2 separate regions of the Mus musculus genome follow, and region 2 is linked to region 1. Evidence: chromatin contacts called from public Micro-C data. All regions are on one chromosome and are shown on one strand. The core of a region is the stretch at or near the end of the contact, and the rest is flanking DNA. Distances in the headings are between cores, read along the strand shown.

Evidence for each region. Hi-C and Micro-C count contacts between places; a contact is called where the count stands out from the background.
Region 2: a contact with region 1 is called in a Micro-C map of macrophages, with 3 times the contacts expected there. The contact joins two enhancer-like sites. A contact is called at or near these places in 3 of 484 Hi-C or Micro-C datasets (the N1E-115 cell line, cerebral cortex and macrophages).

Annotation. Positions count from the first base shown.
Region 1 is chr3:153,259,542-153,262,053 of GRCm38.p6, forward strand. All of the region lies in intron 3 of St6galnac3 (ST6 (alpha-N-acetyl-neuraminyl-2,3-beta-galactosyl-1,3)-N-acetylgalactosaminide alpha-2,6-sialyltransferase 3), which reads right to left. Gm52634 (a long non-coding RNA gene) reads left to right here. Exons shown (of 3, transcript XR_003954698.1): 3 at 820-2,512. Among named protein-coding and RNA genes, the nearest start is that of Gm52634, 4.4 kb to the left of the region's middle. Within about 2 kb of position 1,255, at least 48 of the 459 cell types and tissues checked have an H3K27ac peak or open chromatin away from gene starts, as enhancers often do. A contact at or near this core is called in macrophages, where this site is marked.
Region 2 is chr3:153,405,169-153,407,680 of GRCm38.p6, forward strand. The region is part of intron 3 of St6galnac3 (ST6 (alpha-N-acetyl-neuraminyl-2,3-beta-galactosyl-1,3)-N-acetylgalactosaminide alpha-2,6-sialyltransferase 3); the gene reads right to left. Among named protein-coding and RNA genes, the nearest start is that of Gm46831, 100 kb to the right of the region's middle. Within about 2 kb of position 1,258, at least 26 of the 459 cell types and tissues checked have an H3K27ac peak or open chromatin away from gene starts, as enhancers often do. A contact at or near this core is called in macrophages, where this site is marked.

The DNA.
Region 1 (2,512 bases), core at 5-2,504:
CACTTGGTGGCTCACAACCTTCCTCCATAACACTAGCTCCAGGGGATCTAAACCCTGTTTCTGACTTCTGCAGGCATGAAGCACACGTGAGGTCCTTAGGCATACATACATACATACATACATACATACATACATACATACATACACACACGCACCCAGACAAAATACTCATATACATACAAAAATTAAAAAAAACAAATCTAAATTTAGAAAATCGGGTAGTAAACAAGAGCAACTAATTCCTGTTAATTGAACAGTTGCCACACCCCACAGTTTCTAAGGATACTTGGAACGAGTCCTCTCTACTTGTCATTTTTGAAATGTGGAAAATAATTAGTTGGCTGTACTTACCCACAGCTAAACATATTGAAACTTATGAGCAAGAAGCTTGGAGGCAACAGTTAGTGTTCTCTTTCTCTAGTGGAACAGAATAAGGCATGAACACTAGAACGCTGCCCTCCTGAGCTGCAGGCTCTGTTAATACATGGGGGAGGGGAAGCAGGGGATCTCACATTGCATTTTGCATTCCCACTCCTGAAAGCACCCTGCATAATACCCCTTGCAGCTTTGGGAGCACTGATGCTAAGTATCTCTCCACTTTCTATGTCTTTGTGTGTGTGTGTGTGTTTCCAGATATTCATGCAACAGCTGGGGGCAGGGAGGAGGCATGCCAAGTTTTCAAGGGCTATGGGGAAAATGGATGTTTTTATGATATGATTTATAAATGATATTATATCTATGAAACTTTAATGTTTTAATTTTGGCGCACATGGCATGAATTAGTGAGCCAAGATAACTATTAGATACTCATTTTCACAGGAGCAGTTCCCAGGAAAAGATAAAGGGGTCACTCCTGGCGAAGATTACCTTTCCGGCAGAGACACAAGCAACCAGAGCCAGCCTGGCCCTCCTGGTAAAGCAGCACAGCTGCAGGAATCCTAATAATTTCCATTTCACAACGGTAAAATCAAAGTCAGAGCAATGGGAAGATGAATCACAGTACTTGGACTTAATGCGGGAAATTGGGGAAAACAAAGTAGACAAAGAAGAGTGAAGGCACTTAGAGTTATTTACATAGAACAATTCTCCTTTTATGTTAACCCATCTGATGAGCTGTGCAGCAAATCCACAGAGGAAAAGAACTTTGCACAAAGCCACAATTTGGTCTTTGAATTACAAAAATGTGTTGTTTGTCTTCTTTTGTTTCATTGTTTCACTTTCTCTTCCTCTTAAGTTTAGGAGGCGGGAGGGTGGAGAGTTACTGCTGCTTCCGCACTCACACTGTATCTAGACTAGCCTAGACTAAGACTTGAGCCTGCACTGGCTGGGGTCTCCCAGGTTAGGGAGGAGGGGGAAAGAATGATCAAAGAGCCAAGGGATTCCATGTGTCTGAGCTCCTAGACTCTCACAGTTCAGAATGAAGGGAAACCAAAGGACATCAGGAATAAACTCCATGAAGAGACGGAGGCCTTGAATGGGCCCTGGAGAATGTAGAAATCGGACAGCATCAGATTTCAGATGGAAGAGGTAATCTCCACAAGGGATCCTACTGGATAAATGATGGTACTTGGAAAACAGATAACAGGCATAATTAGTGGTTTCAAAGAGGGCATGTTACGTATGCAAATGGACTTCTTGGGCCATGAGAAGCCACACTGCTCAGTCTGCTGTCAACCTAGGCTACCTGGAATTGTCCCCTTCTGGTTTTCCTCTGGGCCAGTCTCCTGGCTGATTCAAACTGATCGAACAGCATTCAAGAAACTGCTCCAGATGACTGGAAAGTGTAACTGATGTTTTCTTCATAAACCAGAGTTGCAATTCTGTATCTCGGGGGACTAATATTTTGACGCTTCAGGGTGTTATTCTGTCTGTGTCTGGCTGCTACACAGAAGGCTGCCAGAACCATCCTCCCAACCTCCCACCCCCACCCCCACCCCGGTCTAATAGCCTCAAGGCAACAGCTAGCATCAATTATGGCTGAAGAATAAGCAATCAACCCACAAGAAGCAATTCAAATGAAAGATAAAATTGTTTCTGGATATTCTATACTATCCAAACTTTGCTCTACAAAGAGACTGGAGACCACTGCATTCTTCAGGGTGACTCTGGGCACCATTAAATCCCTTCCCTGGCCTTCCACTGTCTAAGTAAAACCCCACCATGGTCTGAAAGACCCACTGTCAAACAGCTACAGCCCTCCCTCCCCCATCCTCACCTCATCTGACCATCTCCTGGGGAGGAGCAGAGAATTCTTTTAGCAGAGTGGACTAAGGTCTCCCACGCTGGCTTGCTTGCCCTGGCCACCTGTTCCCTGGTTAGAGAAACCGTCCTCCCCACCAGCCTTCTGTTGCTTGTCTCAGACTAATGATGATGTATGGGGCGATATGTTCTTCCTAATTATGAAAAGTGCTGTCCATTGGTTGCAAGATTTTTATTTGATATTTTCTCAGAATCTTGGCTAGCCTCTGTGCCTTGGGGCCCTTCAGTAAAATTAGATCTCAGAGCCCCCATA
Region 2 (2,512 bases), core at 8-2,507, 150 kb after region 1:
AGAAGAAACTTTCAAAAATGACCCAGTAGAAAGAGTGAGACTCATGCTACCTTTAAGACCCTGGCTAGACAAAGGGGACTGTCACCACTGGATGTCAATGAGGGCTGGCACATCTCTGGCTTATCTCTCTCTCCTGGAGACTGAGTACCAATGATGGAGTTCTCTGGCAGAAAGGCAGCAGAGAACTTGATATATACAAACCAATGTCCCATGCTCTCTGTACTTCCTGGCAGTGGCTGTCATGTCCTCTGCTTCCTAAATGGCCCTAAAAAGCGACTCACTCTCTCCTCACCCTCTTTACCTGAGGCAGGAGCATGAAATGCAGTTTCATTCACTGCCAGCTTTCATTAATTTCACCCATCCCTGAAGGTGGAGCTACACCGCTGCCAGCTAATTACGACCTATTTAGGGCAGCTAAGAGTCCTTTATCAGCCCAGAATTAGCTTTGCTCTTTTAATAGTGACTATAGCTTTCTCAATTATTAGTTAATTAAATAATGTGCCTACATCTGCCGACATGTTTCTGAAGTGGGAAGCAAGCTGCAATTGCCCACCTGCCAGAGGTTAGAGCATAGTGCTCGTGGTGTGCCTGTGGCCTTCTGAGAACTTAATATTCCCCCTGTGTCTATGCACGCCACGCGCATACTCTCATCATTCGGGAGAGAGGCACCATGTGCCACCGTCGGCGCAGGAGCACCTCCAGGGGGATTTCATCTTAAGATGTATTAGGGTAAATGCTGGCTGCCAGCATGCTACTGTTATGTATGCATACCAATCATTCAAAAAGGAAGCAAAGAGACATTTTGGTCGGAATGTTTTGAATATAAAAACCTTTTACTCCAAAGGTTTCTGGGAGGCAAGGGAGGTCTGCAGAATTCATAATTCTTGTTTACCAGAATTGGATTCGGTAAGAACAACTATAAAAGTGGCCATTGTCCAACGATCAGAGGATTCTAGAGAAAGCTGGCTCCTTCATACGGAAGAACTGAGAGTCCACTCAAGGCTCTCAGGCTCCCCCACAGGGGCACACTGACAGACAAGCCAAGGAGTTTTAGGCAGTAAATAATACAAGAACAAATTAATTCTCTTAGGTTTGAAAAAGTCTCTCAATATACTTAAGGGTTAGTCTAGCATTGTTCCAAGAAACTCAAGCCTTTGAGCAATGCTTACCCAACAGCACATTTCCTCAGTAAGGAGTCTCACAAGAAAGAGGAAGCCTCTGGGAAAATGAAAATATACTTAGCTAACATTTATTCATTTGTGGTGGGGAAGTGACAGTGGCAGCTCATACCCACGCATGCACCACAGAGAGCGTGGGGAGGTTAGGGAACAGCTGTCGAGAATCAGTTCTCTCCGTCCACATACTGGGTCCCAGAGATCAAACTCTGGTCTTTGAATTGGAGGTAAACACCTTGGTTGATCCACTGAGCCATCTCACCAGCCCAAGGCTGTATTTTTCAAACAGAACTTTGATGACTGAAGAAAAGAAACTAAGAAGTATTTTCCTTCAAGAAACTGAACCTAATAATATCTCTATATAAAAAAAAATCTTAAGTAACAGTGACATCAACATTTTAGGCCCATGAATCGACAGTGACATGATCTCTCCGTGAGAATGTGATGAATTGGGGATGTTGTCTCAGTGGTACAGTGTTTACCTGTCATGTCAAAGGTCTTGAGCTTTATCTCCACCAAACATATCTAAGATGAAAATGATATTGCTGATGAATTCTGACAGTAAGAGTGGACAGACTGAAACAAAAGTGGATTTAAATGGAAGTCTGGTTCCCAAGTCCATTGTGTGTGTGTCTATGTGTGCCCAGGGTAACACCCACCCCTAGTCCATTGTGTGTGTGTCTGTGTGTGCCCAGGATAACACCCGCCCCTAGTCCATTGTGTGTGTGTCTATGTGTGCCCAGGGTAACACCCACCCCTAGTCCATTGTGTGTGTGTGTCTATGTGTGCCCAGGGTAACACCCACCCCTAGTTACTTGAGAGGGAAATATTGCAATTTGGGGGGGAGGGGGAAACACATCCCAGCACACACCAAGTGAATGCAGCCTTATGCATTTAGCACCCATACCTGACCTTTAAACATCTTCCATGCACAGTTCCCCTAACAGGCTGGCAATGATCACATAGCTGATTCACCATTACTTGAAGGTTACCGTGTATTATAAGGTAGAGGAAATGGGGATTTTAAATGGCAGCCTGCCAGACAGAAGACAAGACGGTAAGATACTGTAAGACATGTATGTTAAAATAAAAGTCTGGTAGGCCTGGGTTAGAATGAAAAGACTGCATTTGAACACCATGATAATCTTATTTACAGACAAGACACACAGCATATATTGGTTATCTCTGCCCACTCTAAAGGCCAAGAAAGAAAAACCCAGTCTTGCAATAATGGATGCCATAGTGCTATGGTTATGTTCTTTTAGCAGCTAAGAGAATCAAGGCTCTTTGGCGAACGTCGGAATATGGGCAGAAAGGTATGGGTGGATGAGAGCTGA